Regions from separate parts of the Hordeum vulgare genome. Here region 2 is linked to region 1. The links are chromatin contacts, called in public Hi-C maps. All regions are on one chromosome and are shown on one strand. Each heading gives the region's core, a stretch centred on a gene start, on an enhancer-like site or on the middle of the called end of the contact. The rest is flanking DNA. Distances are from core to core; before and after follow the strand shown.

Region 1 (2,832 bases), core at 205-2,704:
TTGGACCATCTGTTGAAGTTGAGCGTTTTTCGGAGCTTTAAAATGCATTTTTTTACCGTTTAAATTTTACATTATTGATTTTAAACCGCCAAAATTTGAACCATGTATTGAAGATGATCTTAAGAGCGATTTTGATTGTGCGTATTGAGGCTGTCCTTGGTTAGACTTGATAAATGGCTCTCCGTCCTCCGGGTCAGAGGCTCCCTGACGCCGGTGCTCCGCCCGACGATTTGACCGGAGTTTCCTTTCCGTCCACGACCGACCGCCATCACGTGCCGCCCCACCTCCCGCCTCCCGCAATCCGATGCCTGCACTCGCGCCACGCCTCGGCCCACCACGCCTCGGCCCGCCATTGGCTCATCCCTACCCTGCGGCAGTGGCCCCGTGCCATCCTCCATCCCCACTGCGCCCCGCGTGAGTGCGAGCGACCGGCACTGCCCGGCGGCCCCGCCCGCTCAGGGATCACGCTCGCGCGGAGCCGACCTCCGTACGGCGGCCAAAAAATATATGACGACGGGGACGCAACCGCACTCGAGTCGGAGATCGGAAGGAATGGGGCGATTGGGTCGGGGCACACACGCACCGCCACCGCGCGCGGCTCATCGATGCTTGCTTGACTTGGTGAACCAGAGCCACAACCAGTGGCAGTGAGGAGAGTGTCGACGACGAATCGGCCGTCAACACCACCACCACTACGCCCAAGGAACCGGGAAGCGTCGACCAACGCGAGCAGTGGCAGGAGCAGCACGTCATGCCTTCATGACATCGCTCCTCCTATATTCAGTCAGCAAAACAGTGCAGCTGCGTGACCCGAAGCTGACAGATGAATGAAGGAGTAGGAGAGCAATTGCTAGGGAAACCACATCTTCCTGAAAGAGGCACGCACGACCTCCATTGAAGGGAGGACAGGATGGCGCAAACCGCGCTCACGGCGTCACAGTTGGAGCAGACCAGCCCGCACTGTGGCACAGCTTACGAGTTACCCAGGCCGCCCATGCCCGTTACGCATCGGGCCCGTAGAGTGGTTCTTCTCCCCTTGCTCTGCAGCCAGAAGCAGCGACCACGGCACCAGTTACCCACAGTGCCAAACAAACACGGGAGCAGTTTTGCAGGCGCCGCGCACAGTTTACAGCTACGAGTAAAATGGACGGAGGCGAAGGGAGGAGGCGTCGTCCTCGGGGTCGGGTAATTAAACTAGTGGCGCGGGATTTGAAATGGAACCTACCCCGTAAACCAATGGCATCGCATTGCAAGTGGCGGTAAATGCGGCTGGGGGAGGGAGAGGTTAAACCTGCATGCAGGCTTTAATTACGGCCGGCGAGGCGTTCGGACTTGGGAGTTAAAAACGCTTTCGCTGCGGAATCGGGCGTGGGCTCAAGCAGAGGCTGTCGGGTCGGGCGATCCTATAAGACGGCGCTAACGAACCCCAGTCCACTCTCCCAAAAACCTCCCCAAACCCCCAAAACTCCCATCCCATCCCCATCCCCATCCCATCACCGTTTCCCAGCTCAGCTAGTACGAGTAGTATCTACTCCTGCTTCCAAGGCCACTCTGCTCATTCTCTTCTTCTCCACTCCCGTCCTTGTTGCTCGCGCTTCCCTTGTTGCGCTCCACGCCCTTGTGTTCCTCTCTCTCGTCGACTCAAAACTTCACAGACTTCCAAAACCGTTATTATCCCGGCGCCTCGCTGCAGGCAGAGGACGGACGTAGGAGTAGTACGCGCGGCTTTATTAGTTATTACTGCTGCTGCCTTGAGCTCTCGCAGTTGCTGCTGCTGTTACATTTCTGCTCGCCTTTTTTAAAATAAAACAAGGTAAAGAGTACATAGGAGGAGGAGGCCATCTTTATTGCCTTCCCCTGCCGCGTCTGCTCCCATCGTCACTCCGTCCTCCTCCCTGCCGTCCCTTTGCTCTTTATTCTCCTGCTGATCCGCGCGCAGAGCAGGAGCGAGCGATCGATCCGCCCGTTCAATCCGCTCGGTCGGTTAAGGCTGCAGCCTCCTTTCCTGCTGGGGCCTGGGTGCTCGTTTTGGGCTTTCTAACTGCGTCTTCAAAGGGGTTTTGGCCGGCATCAAACTCTCCTCTGTGTGGTGCTACTCGGCGGTGGTGGAGAAGAAGAAGGCCTGTCTCTTTTGGTTGGCGCGTGCCATGTCGCGGTCGCGCACGGTGCGAATCTACTGGGACGATCCCGACGTGACGGACTCGTCCAGCGAGGAGGAGGACGAGGAGGGCTGCGCCGCTCGGAGGGTGGGAAGGATGGTGCGGGAGCTTCCGCCGGCCCCGACGCCGCTGGTGCAGGCGGCGGCTACTTCGCCGGAGCAGTGCAGCCCGGGAGACGACGACCTGCCGAGGCGTGTTGGTGGGTACACCGGTGCGCGGAAGAGGCTGGCCAAGGGCGGCGGCGGCGGCTCTGCTGCGCAGAGCACCAAGTTCCGCGGCGTCAGGCGGCGGCCGTGGGGCAAGTTCGCGGCGGAGATCCGCGATCCGTGGCGCGGCGTGCGCGTCTGGCTCGGCACTTTCGACACCGCCGAGGAGGCCGCGCGCGTGTACGATTCTGCGGCCATTCAGCTCCGTGGCGCCACCGCAACGACCAACTTCTCCACGTCCACGAATTCGGAGGGCGCCCAGGAGGAGGACCTGACGGCGGCCGGTTACGAGTCCGGCGCCGAGTCCTCGCAGGCGGTGTCGTCCCCGACCTCCGTGCTCCGCAAGGTCCCGTCGATGTCGTCCTTGGCGGGGGACAGGGCCGACTCCGATGCCTGCCAAGGCGAGGCCGCCGCTGGCAGCAGCCTCAGCGTTCCGGAGGAGCTGGGCGAGTTCGTGCCGTTCGAGG
Region 2 (2,832 bases), core at 99-2,598, 360 kb before region 1:
GGGAGCGGTGCGCGTGTGGAGAGTAGGGCGGCGTGGAGGTATCGCGAGGCCTGCTCGCCGACACCCGGGGGTAGTGCGTGTTTCCCTCCGCGGCGGATATGGCCAGCGCATTGGATCCAGGCCAGCGGCTGGCTGTGGCCTGTGGGCGTAGGGAGCTTCGGTCCAGTGCGTCCGCGTGGTGGTCGCGCCGTCGCCAGGCCGGTGGCCAGCCCCCCTGCCGATCCAGGCCAGCGCCGGCGACTCGCGAAGTTCCCGTGAATCGCGGGCCAGTTACAGCGGCGTAGGAGAGGGGAGCGAGCGACCGAGCCTGTTCGGTCCACGTCGCGCTCGTGTACGCCACCGTGTTACCTGACATGCGGGCTAGATCTGTCAAATACGTGGTCAATACGCGTTTATACGCCTGTCAGCCCGTTTCGCAACAATTAGTCTGTGAAGTGGTACTGACGTGCAAAACTTTTGATTAGTGGTACCTATCCGCCACGACGTGCCCAAGTGTGGTACTGCCTTGCAATTATCTCGAAATATTTGCGGGGTACTCTCTCTCTCCCCTCCCTCTCCTGCTCCCTCCCTCCTCCCTCCCTCTCTCTCTCTTGTTTATAACCACAGAATTGCGAGTGTACAAGCTCTATGGTTACTGATGATCTAATGCAAGCTTAAAAGTTTCAGTCCGGAAGTTTACTTGCCATACTGAATATCATCCATATAGCTTTACAAAAAAAGAAATGCAAATCATCGACAGAGTATGCATGAATCCTCTTCGTTATGCAACATGCAGGTGGCATTCCGCACCAAGGTGTTCCATCCAAACATCAACAGCAACGGGAGCATTTGCCTCGACATCCTCAAGGACCAATGGAGCCCCGCTCTGACTATTTCCAAGGTTTGCTACTTTCCTCTCCCTCACTTGGTTCTTCACAGTGGAGTTGAGCTCATCTGCTACTCTGTGGGGTTACATTACACAGGTGCTGCTGTCCATCTGCTCCCTGCTGTGTGACCCAAACCCTGATGATCCTCTGGTTCCTGAGATCGCGCACATGTACAAGACGGACCGGCACAAGTACGAGAGCACCGCCAGGACCTGGACGCAGAGGTATGCCATGTAATGTAAGACGGCGGACGGGTCGCCGGAGTCGGTCTTGTTTGTAACATTCTCGATCTGTGCGTGTGTATGTGCCTGTCAAAACTGGCTGCACTCGTTGCTCAATTTGTGTCACTTGGCGCAGTGACTTGGATCATCGAACCGGTGTTGCATATTTTGGATTCAGATAAATGTCACCACCTGCCGCCATGTGGGTGCTTGCAATGTGCTTTAAATTGCTTACACGTTGCGTGCTTTGGCGGGCATCGCCTGTTTGCCAAACATCCGTACCGTGCTGGTAGTACTGGTCTGATCATGCGCAGGGGTTCTCTCAGGTCAGGTGGCGTCAAAATGATCGATTAGGGTGTAGTGGTACTAAATTTGAGAATGGTTTCATACTTGAACCATACTCATTCATTTATTTTTCAAAACCATACCCATTTAGTGTCATTTTTAGCTTAACCAAAATCAAACCCACTATTTTTTCCACCCAAACCAATTTAAACCAAAAACATAACCATGGGTTTAAACCCAGTACATAACCATGGGTTTGCTTTAATGTACACATGATTGCACAAATTGGCATGTTAAGAAACAAATAAGATAGAAAAGGCATAAGTGCATCTAGTTTAAAAACAAAGTAATCCTTAAGATACAGTTAACACACAGTAAGAGACAAAAAGAACATGCCCATGGCTAATAAGCTCACTAACAAGTGTATTAAAACCAAATTGCTTAGCGAAAGCACAAGAAAACACTTTTGATTTTCATCTGTTGTTTCCCCATAATACATAATTACATAGTGCATTACAGTATGCACGCGGATCAAAGATACTCATTCTCGGTCGTAGTTGAATATTGCATATAACCAATGTCTAGAAACCGGTTTGGACCCATAGTTTATAACCGCTAATAACCAAACCGTTTAAACCCATAACCAACTATACCCAAACTGGTTTCTCCACATACCCAAATCAAAACCAAACTAAAAAAATCTCAGCCCAATAAAACTTGAACCAATCAAACCCAAAGTAAAAACCGAACTGTTACACCCGGTTTTTTAATAACCATTCTCACGTTTAAGTGGTACTAATAATGACGCCAGTAGCGGCTTGATGGGTATGAATACGATGCTTTGGGCAGATGAAATCACTGTTTTGACATTATCAACAAAGTATAGCACAAAATAAACTCTGCTTGAAACTATTTCACAATCTGACTTTTTGGCAACGTCACAGATCATGGCGTTTCTTCTCCACATAGAAAAGTCGAGCTAGTTTGTGTTGTTGTTTCACATGAAAACGTCGAGGTAGCTTGCGTTGCAGCCCACATGGAAATGCCAAGGGCTTTGACGTTTCTACCTTGTCCAGCAATGCCATGAGCTTTGGCGTTTTCATGCTTTGTCGCCTGTCGGCCGAAATCATTGTTGTGCTGATCGAGTTGCTTACGTATGGGGGCGGAGACGTCAAAGACCCTGACGTTTCTAGAAATGCAATGTGGGTCGGCGTTTCTGGCCTGTCGCGTCAGCGAGCGACGCGCGCAAAAACGTGGCCAGCCTTGGCGTTTCTATGTTGGTTGAAAACAGAAACAACCTCAGTGTTTCTATGTGGAGTAGAAGTGGAGTAGAAATGCCACGGCTTCTAGCGTTGTCAAAAAAATCAGATTATGAAATAGTTTCACGTTCGGCCTTTGGGCTGGGACTTCAAACTTGCATCCAGTTGAAGAAAGTAAGAGGCTAGTTGTGAGGGGTTGAG

What was found. Hi-C and Micro-C count contacts between places; a contact is called where the count stands out from the background.
Region 2: a Hi-C map of leaf shows a contact between it and region 1, with 6 times the contacts expected there. The contact joins the enhancer-like site here to the promoter of LOC123440053 in region 1. A contact is called at or near these places in 3 of 6 Hi-C or Micro-C datasets (all in leaf) and 1 of 1 datasets of contacts at active chromatin or transcription factors (embryo).

The regions. Positions count from the first base shown.
Region 1 is chr3H:406,822,361-406,825,192 of MorexV3_pseudomolecules_assembly, reverse strand. LOC123440053 (pathogenesis-related genes transcriptional activator PTI6-like) reads left to right here and starts at 1,454. Exons shown (of 1, transcript XM_045116646.1): 1 at 1,454-2,832. The coding sequence starts at 2,148.
Region 2 is chr3H:407,185,512-407,188,343 of MorexV3_pseudomolecules_assembly, reverse strand. It overlaps LOC123444007 (ubiquitin-conjugating enzyme E2 5A), which reads left to right. Exons shown (of 5, transcript XM_045120603.1): 4 at 776-880; 5 at 963-1,314. The coding sequence ends at 1,103. Among protein-coding and RNA genes, the nearest start is that of LOC123444007, 15 kb to the left of the region's middle. Within about 2 kb of position 1,348, at least 2 of the 3 cell types and tissues checked have open chromatin away from gene starts, as enhancers often do. A contact at or near this core is called in leaf, where this site is marked.